2 separate regions of the Zea mays genome follow, and region 1 is linked to region 2. Evidence: chromatin contacts called from public Hi-C data. All regions are on one chromosome and are shown on one strand. Each heading gives the region's core, a stretch centred on a gene start, on an enhancer-like site or on the middle of the called end of the contact. The rest is flanking DNA. Distances are from core to core; before and after follow the strand shown.

What was found. Hi-C and Micro-C count contacts between places; a contact is called where the count stands out from the background.
Region 1: a Hi-C map of leaf shows a contact between it and region 2, with 5 times the contacts expected there. The contact joins the enhancer-like site here to the promoter of LOC103641221 in region 2. A contact is called at or near these places in 3 of 25 Hi-C or Micro-C datasets (all in leaf).

Annotation. Positions count from the first base shown.
Region 1 is chr10:74,415,622-74,421,821 of Zm-B73-REFERENCE-NAM-5.0, reverse strand. No RefSeq gene overlaps it. Among protein-coding and RNA genes, the nearest start is that of LOC103642525, 36 kb to the left of the region's middle. Within about 2 kb of position 4,026, at least 14 of the 20 cell types and tissues checked have an H3K27ac peak or open chromatin away from gene starts, as enhancers often do. A contact at or near this core is called in leaf, where this site is marked.
Region 2 is chr10:74,235,529-74,242,302 of Zm-B73-REFERENCE-NAM-5.0, reverse strand. It overlaps LOC103641221 (DNA-directed RNA polymerases IV and V subunit 2), which reads left to right and starts at 5,470. Exons shown (of 8, transcript XM_008664582.4): 1 at 5,470-5,811.

The sequences.
Region 1 (6,200 bases), core at 2,777-5,276, 180 kb before region 2:
TTCGCCCGTTGGGGAGGAGTGCGGTGCAGTTAGGAAACCTAACCGGCGACTACAGCCCCGGAAAATCTTTGTAAAGGCTACGTAGTGATACCCTGCTGGATCACCTTGGTAGTGATAAATGGAGAGTCATGATCTCCGGGCAGAAAGGGAATCACGGCTTGTGGGTAAAGTGCGCAACCTCTGTAGAGTGTTTGAAAACTGATATATCAGCCGTGCTCGTGGTTATGAGCGACCAAGGGAGCTCCATTGATTAGAGATACTTGATTAGAAATACTTGATCAGAGATGTATGGTTTACAGGTGGTGACGAGGATGATGGTTTTGGTTATGACTATGGTAATGGTAAGTGGTATTCTTTCCGTTTGGAAAGGGTACATCTGGGTTAATAACTTGGGTTAATGCTAAAATCTGGCTTTTTACTAGTAAATAATAACCTGACCAACTAAAAGCAACTGCTTGACTTAACTCCACATAAAGCTAGTCCACTACAGCCAAACGGGACATTTTGCTGAGTATGTTGATATGTACTCGCTCTTGCTTTACACACCAAACCCCCCAGGTTGTCAGCGTTGCAACCACTGCTCAGGTGAAGATGAAGTCGTGGAGGAGGACTTCTAGGAGTTCCAAGAGTACGATGAGTTCTAGGCGTGGGTTAGCGGCAAACCCCCAGTCGGCTGCCTGTGTAGGCCGTGTGTATACGTTTCTTTTCCGCACTTTGATTATTGTTAAAGACTATGTGGATGTTTCGGACATCATGATGTAATCGACTATTATACCCTCTTTTATGTCATTATTTGAGCATTGTGTGATGATGTCCAGTTATGTAACTGCTGTGTACATGAATTGCTGATCCTGGCACGTACATGGTTCGCATTCAGTTTGCCTTCAAAAACCGGGTGTGACAAAGTGTGGCTGAAAATAGTAAAGGAATGCCTGTAACATGGAAACTATATACCCAAAGCAACTCAAATTTGACCAGTTTACTCCATAGGTTATGGGGTACAACTTTGTTAGTCATAGGTTTGACCAAAAAGGTTCCTAAGGCATTCATTTATCCATGTTCTTACAACAGGGTCCAATCTGTTTTTACTTGGGATAACAACTCGGTAAATTGATTGTAATTGTAGGTCTACCTAGACAAACCTCGACATTTTTGGATAGCAATTACAAAACTTATTTTGGAGCAACTTTGGTATTTAGTGCTAAGTTAAATAAAAGTATTACAAAACTTATTTTGGAGCAACTTTGGTATTTAGTGCTAAGTTAAATAAAAGTACTAAGATGACTTAGAACAAGAAAAAAGTAACTAGCTACTTGCAAGGTGGAGATTATGCTCATTTTTTTTTGTTATTGTGCATATATGCACATCCTAGGCATCATCTCATGCTTATTTATTCCTTGGACGCTATCGAGGCACCCTTCATAGTACCAGCCTTTCATGGCTTACTTAGTTAACCACTTAACTACCCATCTAACCTCTAGGGCTTTAATTTCAAATGTATAATTCACATAAGAAAGTAAAAATTCAAATAGGCTCTTTTATTATTTTTTTAAAAAAATACTTAAGCTCTAAAATAGCTTTTTTTGGGTATACAACCACCATCTCCCTGTCTTTGTTTATAACCTCGGCGTACCTCGACTTGCCACATTTTAAGCACTTCTTTTCTTTGTCTTGTTCCTTCCAAAAGATCATGCAGTTGTCGTGGCACACACCAATCTTCTCATACTCCATACTACGACCTTCAAGCAATTTTTTGAAATGGTACATGTCCTTAGGGATCTTTTGACCCATCGGAAGAACCTTACTAATCAAATCCATGAGCTTCTAGTAACCATTGATTGAGAATGCAAACTTGCACTTGATTGCCACCAAACAGGTCATGAATTCAAGAACATGTGACCTTGGTGTGGTCATTCTGAGGCTTTTCTAAAGCTTTGAGTAGGTCGAAGAACTTATGAACTTCAGGTGTAGGCGAATCATGGAGATATGGATCCAACTCTAGACATAGATCCTCGAGCATCTAATCCATCCTATCAACTTTTAGTTGTGTTGCTCTTCCGTATTGTGATTTTCTGTGGAGATACCAGATCTCATAATCTAGCACGAAACTATGGGTGCACATGTCTCAAGTAACCCGACTCTTGTCATTGCACAACATATTTTTGCATTTCTTGTATGGGCACCTAATCTTATGTATTTGTGACAAAGCAGTTGCACGATCCCGAACTACTTAGTCTTGGCAAAGCACCCCTACGGGTGAAGCCTGTTTTGAAACCTGCATACATCCAACCACGACCATCCCATATTATTGCAGCTATATACGAGTAAGAATTGTCCATGAGATTTTTACGTCTCTACATATGATGGTCGTACATCTATAGGTAATTCATATGTCCTATACCCACCCAAAGATGGCCGATAGAGTGCGGTATTGTGGTCAATGAATGTGCTCTAATGAAATTTTGGTAGCATAACCCCGTTGCTCTCCACTTCATGCCAGATTTGGTGCAGCATTGAACAACAAGGTTATGCAACCAAAATTTCATCTGAGCACATCAAGATGATTAAAAATAACACACTCTAGCTGTCATCCTAAGGCTATCCAAAAAAGAACAATTCTGAACCACCACACATCACATGCGGAACGGTACCAGACTAGTCTGGTGATTACATAGAAAGCTACAACAGGTTCCAACGACAAGTTCCATCCTTGGGGGTACATATGCCACCCAACCGGCCATTTGATGTTTTGAGGAGTTGGGAAACCATTATAGGTGTTGCTACACCATTTTAGAGTTCTCTACTTGAATAATGCTTAGTGATATACTTGGTGATAAGTGTAGGTTATTTGTAAATTCCTTAGGCTAGTTAGACTACTACTAAAAGTGCTTTATCCAGACTTGGGCTAAGTATTCAGTGAGGTTTGTGTACCTCTCTTGCTATTTGGTGCTTGTGCACACTGTTGTTGTACTTCGAGGGGATTGTAGTCTTTTGAGGTAGCACCAACTTTGTTCGTGTGTGGGCTGCCACCATATACCAGAGAAAACATTGCCAGTAGCATTTCTGCCGAAATCTTGATTGTGAAGACGGATAGGATCAAGCTGTGCGTAGAATAGACTAGGACCTATCCACGGAGTTACTCGACATGGAGCTTAGCCCTTGTGGGGCATTCATACTAGGGGCTCTAATGAGGACTAGGGAAATGAAGGAGGTTCTCGATATCCGGTAAAAAATGTTGGAGTAGTTGATGAAAGTTTGCATCTCTACCAAACTTAAACTTTCGTATTTATGTTATTTGTCATGATTGTGTGTTTTACTTTTCTACCTCTGTTTGATTGGCTGGTTGATAGGATTACAGTCTAGATTGCATAACTCTTTTGTGATAGAGATGTCAACATATCTAGCAAAATTTTATTTATATATCTAAATTGATTATTTTATTACGTTGGTTTTGACTTATTAAAAATAGTGGTTATAGTTAGATGTAAATTTTAGATTGCATAATTCAATCTCTCGAAACATGAGGGTCCCTTCAAACATCTTTTTCTCTATTGTTTCATCATTTTGTCAATATATCTAGAACTTTTGACATCGAAGTACAACTTTTTATTCCATAAGTTTGCATGATTTATTGTAGCTATTGATTATTGCCGCCCCTACAAATTTTGTTCAAGAAATATTTATTTGTTCCATCCATCTGGGTAATTCTAGTTGAGCATGTATGGGAGCACAATCTTTTATTCCACTAGCTTTTTTTATTTATTCTAAGTGTGCATTTTTTTGTATCAGCTGAACAAAGATATTGTTCTAGTCGAATGTTGTTCTCAGCACACAAGTTTGCATGATTGCTAAGTCTGCAATTTTTTGCACAGCATGTATGTTTTTTTGTTTCACCTGCACTTTTAAATCTGAAATAGATAGGGTAACATGTGTAGAACAGGTCCAAGGATCGGAAGCGAGCGCAGAAGAAGAGAGTAATGGCCTATTGGAGCTTGGAGTTGAGGCCCGTTCAAGCTCACTCAATTTAGGCCCACATTGTGCACTAGAATTCCCACGAGTCTGCTTGCTACATGCCCACGATCCCACACGACATACATGTGAAGGAGAATGGAGGCCTCTAGGGCTGGATTAGGATGTCTAGAGATCTAAATTATTTGTATTTGTATTCACTAAAAATGCTAATATGGTTTTCCGTATTCGTATTTAATTTTAATATAGATATCAAATGGATGTATCTGAATTCAATTTCTAGTATTTTTCTCTATCTGAATCTAGATTCGTATTCGACAGAATCGTAGAAAATTCGATACTATCTGTATCCGACAAGGAAAAAGTAGTTGATGAAACCATTAAAAAAAATATTTTTATTACTAATTACAAATGATTTTACTTTTTCATGGTATGCTAGAAAAATTATATACACCATTTAATTTTTTGAAAATACTTATATGATAAATAAATAATTATAGTAATCTTATATTACTAGTGATATACAATGATAAATTTAATAAATATTAAATTTCGGTGCATACATTTATATAAGGTATTCATTCATTTTAGAATGAAAATTTTAATTTTTTGGAAATATTTACTATTTTATATCAATTAAATGAATTAGATACCTATTTATAGAAACTATAAAATAATATGTAAATGTGGTCAGAGCTTACATATATTTCTATAAGCATGACATATATTTTTATTTTTAAATAATATATTTTTATTAATGAATATGCTTATAAGGTATCTATGTGCTATGATTATAATTTACTTGTAATATAATTTTTATCAATTATAAATCCAATAATAAAACAAATTGATAATCATTATGACACTATGTTCCAAACCATGTGATTATTTGAATATGAATTCAAAGTATCGTTTTGTATTTTATCCAATAATATTTGTATTTGTATCCGTATTTGAATTAAAATGTGGTAAATAGTGACATCCAAATTTGTATCCGTGTGTATTCGTAGCCGGCAGGGGGCAGTCACGACGATCCAACAAAGCACCACTGAAACCGCCGCCCACTCACACGTGCCACACATGCCTACTAGCGCGGGCGATAACTAACGCCCACCTAGACCACACAACATCGCTCCTCGCCCGGATGCACATCGCATCTGCCATTCATTCCTCTTCATCAGACACCACGCCGGTCGTATGTCATGCATATGGAATAGCAGGTAGTAGAGATGGTCAGATGAAGATGAGTCTAGTGCATCAGAAGCCGGAAGTTGTTAATTGAACGAAGGGGAGTTTAATTGGTTAAACATAGAGGGGTCGTATGGGCTGTGTGGGACCGTGTGAGCCATCACTACACCAAAATCATACACTTCCTATGGTTTTTTAACTTCCTACAGCTTTTATATAAAACCGTAGGAAATAAATAACTTCCGAGAGGCAACTGATACCTCTAGGAAATAAACATAACTTCCTACAGTTTTTTATAAAAGCTGTCGGAAGTTACAAAACCGTAGGAACTTAACTAACTTCCTACGGCTGGCTCTAGGAAGTTAGGTTTCATCCGTTCACAAGCCAATAGAATAGCTAACTTCCTACGGCTGGCTCTAGGAAGTTAGCTGCCCAAATAACTTCCTAGGCCTCCTCTAGGAAGTTAGCTTTTAGCTGTTGACCAGTAAACCAAAAATATAACTTCCTACGGCTGGCTGTAGGAAGTTAGCTGCTTACCTAACTTCCTACGGCTTTACTTCCGAGAGCTTCGCTAACTTCCGACGGGATGGCTTAACTTCCGAGAGTTTCGCTAACTTCCTAGAGTTTAGACCTAACTTCCTAGGGTTTAGGCTCTAGGAAGTTTACTATTTTGGTGTAGTGCATGGGCCATTGTAAGACATAAAATGGAATTAGACGCTGGCCGTAAGAAGCATTGAGAAGAAGAAACATACTTACCTGCCTCCTTGTTCTCTTCCCCATTTCTTCTCTATGAGTTCTTCCCTAATTCCTCTACGACTTGGTACTGTCTGCGGGTATTCAAGGTAATAGAACCATGGACATCACGATATGGTATCAGAGATGTGATTCTTAGTCGACAACAGGTTCTTATGACTAAGGAAGATCTTTAGAAGAATCAGGGAGTTCCAGTCGAGATGGCTCTGAGCAAGCAAATCGTCCGAATTTTTTGCATTTTGGTCATTCATTCGAAAAAAATTCACGTTTGGACCCTAGAAAATTTTAAT
Region 2 (6,774 bases), core at 4,221-6,720:
AGGAAAGCTAGTGGATGACTACCTTACCTGAAAGGGGCAAGGGCAGTAGGGGAGTTGTCAGTGTAGGGAGGTCCTTGGGTTGATTTTGCTGCGATGGCGGTCAGGCGAGGGATTCCTGCACTGGAGCTTCCTATAAACTGTAGCGGGTTTTCTGAAGCTAGTGGAACTTTGTAAAGGCCTCGTAGTGGTACCCTGCCTCGCTTCCTAGGTAGAGGTGTATGGGGTCAGATCAACTCCGTGGCAAATGGGTAACACAACTTGTGGGTAAAGATGCGCAACCTCTGCAGAGTGTAAAACTGGTATACTAGCCGTGCTCATGGTCATGAGCGGCTCGGACACTCACATGATTAATTTATGGAACTTAAACTTAATCTGTCATTTCATTGCATCTGGGATTATTTTACTATTACTTTTATTTTTTATTTCTAAGGTTTGGTATTTACTTACTCTTAGTAACTGCTAATAAAATTTTGACCAACATATAAAAGCTATGCTCAGCTTCAGCCTTTATTTCATTGATTAGCCTTACACTTCATGAACTCCCACCTTTGGTGAGTTCATGTCACATTATTCCCCACAACTTGTTGAGCGATGAACATGTGTGAGCTCACTCTTGCTGTCTCACACCCCACACAGGAGAAGAACATGTGGTAGAAGAGGAGCTGCCTAACTCTGAGGCTTTCGACTTGATCTAGGTGGCGTCTCCTAGTCAGCTTTCTCGCGCCAAGGATAGATTTTAGATCCTGCGATATTTATCTCTTATTTTGTAAGACTTCCGCTATGTAATAAAGTACTCTGATTATATTGTGACATTTATCTCTATACACTTTGTTATTATATATGTTGTCTTCTTTGGCGCATGTATGAGATGCACTCGGCTTTGTTCCTTAAAACCGGGTGTGACAATGGTGCCTCATTTTATCACTCCACATACAATAATCTTCACCGTAAAAAACCGGTGGTTTGCCTAGTGGGACGGAAAGTAAAGGGGTGCGTTTGGAAATGCGAGGATAGCGTAAGTGGATCTTACTAAACTTCTTGCGCTCATAGCGCTTAGAAGTGACGGACGGTGTGTCGGAGCCGGAGGCGGAAGGCGATGAAGAATCGGTCTCGTAGTAGACCACTTTCTTCATTTTCTTCTTCTTGTCGCCACTCCGGTGCGACTTGACGCGGGGAGGTGATTCCTCCCTCTTCTTATTGTCGGACTCCCCCGATGGAGCCTTCCCGTGGCTTGTGGCGGGCTTCTCGCCGGTCACCATCTCCTTCTTGGCGTGAGCTCCCGACATCACTTCGAGCGGTTAGGCTCTTAATTAAGTACCGGACTCTGATACCAATTGAAAGTCGCCTAGAGGGGGGTGAATAGGCAAATCTGAAATTTATAAAGTTTAAGCACAACTACAAGCCGGGGTTAGCGTTAGAAATATAATCGAGTCCAAAAGAGAGGGCGAAAAATAAATCACAAGCAAATGAAGAATGTGACACGGTGATTCGTTTTACCGAGGTTCGGTTCTTGCAAACCTACTCCCCGTTGAGGTGGTCACAAAGACCGGGTCTCTTTCAACCCTTTCCCTCTCTCAAACGGTCACCTAGACCGAGTGAGCTTTTCTCTTCAATCAAACGGGACACTTAGTCCACTACAAGGACCACCACAACTTGGTGTCTCTTGCTTTGATTACAATTGAGTTGAGAACAAGAAAGGAGGAAGAAGAAAAGCGATCCAAGCGCAAGAGCTCAAAAGAACACGACAAAACTCTCTCTTCTAGTCACTATTGCTTTGAGTGGAATTGGGACTTGGAGAGATTTTGATTCACTCTATTTATGTCTTGTATTGAATGCACTAGCTCTTGTATTGAATGAGTTGGCTGAAAACTTGGATGCCTTGAAGTATTGGTGGTTGGGGGTATTTATAGCCCCAACCACCAAAGTGGCCGTTGGGGAAGGCTGCTGTCGTATGGCGCACCGGACAGTCCGGTGCGCCAGCCACGTCACCCAACCATTAGGGTTCGACCGTTGGAGCTTCTGACATGTGGGCCACCGGACAGTCCGGTGGTGCACCGGACAGGTCCTGTTCACTGTCCGATGCGCCATCTGGCGCCTGCTCTGACTCTGCGCGCGCAGTCGGCACTGTTCACTGTTCACTTTTGCAGTCGACCGTTAGCGCGGTAGCCGTTACTCCGCTTGGCACACCGGACAGTCCGGTGCTACATGAGGCACCGGACAGTCCAGTGCGTCAGACCAGGGCAGCATTCAGTTGTCTTTTGCTTTTTTTATTTGAACCCTTTCTTGGACTTTTTATTGGTTTGTGTTGAACCTTTGGCACATGTAGAACTTATAATCTAGAGCAAACTAGTTAGTCCAATTATTTGTGTTGGACAATTCAATCACCAAAATCATTTAGGAAAAGGTGTAAGCCTATTTCCATTTCAGTTAATATAATTCCCGTCGCCCAAGGCACAGGCCGAGGGGAGTTAATATAGTGCATATCGGCTGTTAAGTAACCGACGGGAATTACCTTATCCCCGTCAGCCTTTGTCCTGGCCGACGGGAATCTTTAGAATTCCTGTAGTGGATGAAGAGTCAATTTCTACACGATTCTTCATAGATATCGTCTCTTAACTGTATTTATGATCAAAAACTCGGAATCATATCATACAGTCTTTTAACTGTCTCTAGTACTTATAAAACCGATAGAAGCTCCGATAATCAAGTGCCAAATAGGATCCAAAGCTCTAAGAAAGTCAATAATCAGGTAATCTCGACCAAGTATAGAAACGATTTTTTATACAATAATCTAACTAATTGTTGGCAAAAATTTGTAAAATTGAACTTTTCTAAAATACTAATAAAGCCCATATGAACGAACTCTGATAGCTACGATCTTCTAGAGCATTCACGTCAAAAGTAATGAGTTCCCGCTTGTATCTGCATTCTTTGAGAAAGAGTTGGTCGTTGTAAGAAATTCCTAATAATATGTAGGTGCATTTGTTACCGGATTGAAAGCAGTGTATCTCTCCATTAAAGAGAAAATAACTGTATGTCAATGCGCCAATGTCGTCACTAGCCTCAGCGGTGAAGTCTTAAATAATTCGTAAATACTCCGTCTCAGCCATATACAAAAAAAAGTGGGCATACCAAGAGCATGTATAGTGGAGAGACGCTAAAACCGTTCTTCAAATATAAAAGACAATTAAGAGACTCTATTATACAATAAAGTATCTATAAATATATTCTATTAATAAATACAGAAATAAATGCGCTTGTACAATATCGGATCGATAGAACAGACGACGAATTCGTATAGTAGGAATTGAGACGTCTATTGCTACTTAGATTACTAGAGCCAGCGGCGTCTCTTTACGGAGAGACGGCTCCATGATTTTTTTTTGCAAATACCTTCTTTAGACACCTTAAGGGTGTGTTTGGTTGAGGAGCGGAGGGAATTGGAACGATTCCATTCTTATTTTTTTTATGTTTGGTTACCATGGAGGAGAACGAAGCGGCTCCTGCAGTCTATAAATATCAAATATTTGGGATGATCTCGCTCCACCAAAACGACCGGATGCGAGCGTTCTCGCGGACGCGAGCGCTCTCATCCCTCTCCTCCACTCAACAGTCATATGACTCTCCAACCAAACAATAAACGGACGGCGCCGCTCTATTTTACTCTTCAACAAAAAAATGGAACGGTTCCGTTCTACTTGCCAAACACAGAATGAAATTACTCAATTCTTAGAAACTGGAATGAAGCCGTTCCATCCCAGTTGGCTCCCCAACCAAACGCATCCTAAGAGTCTCTACATTAAACATCGTTGTACATGCAGCATTATTTTTCTAAGAGATTTAATACCTTCCAATCTTTTTTCATTTAGACACAACCGAACAACCTTAAAAATAATATATAATTTAGAATAGAGAAAGTATATTTTCGGCGCGTGTTTCACGCTGTTTTCACCTCCTCTCCACTAGTAGAACCTAAACCATACAGCCTGATGCAATTTTTTATTTGACTGCAGTATAGTTTACTCTGATTATATTTATTAATGTAGATTAGATTGCAGCCAAAAAAATACCTAACTTTTTTTGTTGGTATAAGTCACGCCAAAGATCAAAAGAACCGAAACGGCAATCAGCGGTAAGCCGGCAACAATACATGTGCACCCTAGACTTTTGACCAGCGTCATATGATCTTCTATGCATCACATCTCACCACCCCCCCCCCCCCCCCCCCCCCCCCCCACAAAGTTGCTATTTAATGCTGGATTTGAACTTGATTTACTTGAGAGTGACTTCTTTTCATGGTAGAATAAAATAATGTTTTTATGTTGGCGATATACTCTACTAGATGCAAATGTGATTCTGGAGATCAGGAAAATTTTAGCATTGGTCATATTCCTTTCAATGTCATTATAAATTGAAATGTAATTAGTTGACCTTGACATTTGCTAGGCCAACATTCGCTAGGTGGCCTGATCTAAGTGTGGAGTAATTGGGCAGTTGTAGTACAGATTTTACGAGAACCTGACAAGGCGGTAACAACACCATAACAGCGGGGGATGGTATGAAATGATCTCTACTCTTATTTAGTTGGGGGATGGAATATTAAGAGTTTTTTGTTTGGTTTGAGAGATAGGTAGAGATGTATTGATCCCTGTCTTTGTTTGGTTGGAGGAATGAGACCGAGGCATAAGGAATAAATACACATGCATGGGATGTAAGAAGCCTCGTCTCTTGGGGGAACAGACTCATCCATCCGATTTTAAGGGATAACTGAGAACGACAAGAATTGAAAGTATTCTCCTATGATGGCTCTGTCACAATCCTGACTATAAACCAAACAACCTTATGTAAGGATTATGTCATGTTATTATAATCAAACACACCCTTATATAACATTGTCGTATGTTCTTAGGGTGTGTTTGGTTCAGCGTTTTGAACTTGTCGCCAAAGGGACTCAACTTTTCTATAGTTGCTTTGAAAAAAGCAACCTTTTTAGTATAAATGTGGAAACACCTTGGACCTCGTTTTTTGCTGCTTATCGAAGTTCATTATATTAATAAATAAATATGACAAATAAAAACTAAAATATGATTAAAAATAATTAAGTGCTATAATAAATAAAATTAAATATTTTTAATAAAAATATTAAAATGGAACCGTAAAATTGATATATTTGTAAAAATATTAGGAACACAAAAATGAAATCGATTTTTTAAATTAGATATATTGATTAAGATATATAGTTAGATAAAGTACATATAAATAATATATAATTTTATTTATAGTGGATAGATCACATCAATTTAAATAAAACGACTCATAGCAGCTTTTTCACGACATACAGCTGATACAAACTTTTTCTCAGCTGAAAAAAACCGCACCCCAGGCAGCGGACGGGCCAGCAGGAGGGCGGCGCCTGTCCAGTCCAGAGCTGTGAAAGAGACACTGACCGGTAGGACCCAGCCAAATGGGAAGGCACGTCAGAACAGAGCCGCAAAGCTGAGCACCAGCGGGCAGTTGCGATTGCTATTGGTGAAACGCAGGAGGAACTCACGGCCCGGGCGCACGGCCACGGCGAGCAAAGAGAGCGTCCACTGTACTGTACTCCCTGCTTCTGTTCTGGTTGCCTGCCTCCTACAGTAGCATATAAAGGACAGCAAAAGCACACTCGCCTCGCCTCGCCTCTCCGGCTCTCCCGTCCTCGGTCGCAACGCGGCGTGGAAAACCCCAACCGGCGCCGGTGCGGTGCCTGCACCGCGCCGTAGGGTTTCCGCCTCGCCTCGCCTCGCAACCGGCGATCGCCGGCGCGCAAAGGTAAGCCTCTCCGTCCTCCGTCCATTTCAGCGCCCCGTTGCCACGGCCATCTCGCGCTCACACCGTTCCGGTCCGCCTGCTGCGTGGCGCAACGCGGCGTTTCCTCTGCTCTCATGGGCCTGCACTGCCAGGACTGGATCGCTAGCTCGCGGCATGGGCTGGTGTGGTGCACGCGTCTCCCTCGAAAAAAATAGACCGCTTTTTTTTCCGTTTCTTTGTTTGGTTCGCGGCGAGTGCTTTGGAGCCCGTGCTCCCTCGCCGCCAGCCGCGCGTGGTTTTGGCGCTTCGAGCATCGTCGACGTCGTGGCCTTAGGTGGACGGGACACCCCGCCCCTGTCCTTGTTATTTTGTGTGCGTCTCATGGCCGGGGTGTGGTTTTGTGTTGCTAGTGCGGTGCTGAATTGTTGCGGGGTTTTGGTGGTGCCCCGTGATCATTTGATCGGGACGCGTGGTGGCGAGCCCTCTTCTGATTTCTAATTCCTAAGATGATGGAAGGTTGCGAACTCGCCATACGTGATGATGTGGTGGGCCTGCCTGCCCAAATCGCCATAAAAAAAGGACCAGAGAGGGGGACAGTGGTAGAAAAACGGTGCATTTTGCTGGAAAATCTTTTTTTCTTTTGGCGTGATTGGTACTGCTACGCCTGTAAGGTGCTCCGTTTAGGTAGAATTCTGTGAAGTGGATGTCTGATGTGTCAGTTTTTTATAAAGGCAGCGTCTTTGCGCATGCATCTGCCTGAGAAATTAACCTATTGCTGTTTCATTTGCGGAATGCCAGGTGGAGCCCTGGGCGCACATCTTATACTGACCTATCTCTTTTGGTTAAGAAATTGAAAAGTTGTGTCCTTACACAAATCGTGTATGGTTTCAGTGTTTGTTGCTGAATGAATGCCATGTGGATGCAGCTTTTCTGATCTTCTGGTTTCAAAATTGTGCAATTCCATGATGACTGTGCTGATTATGT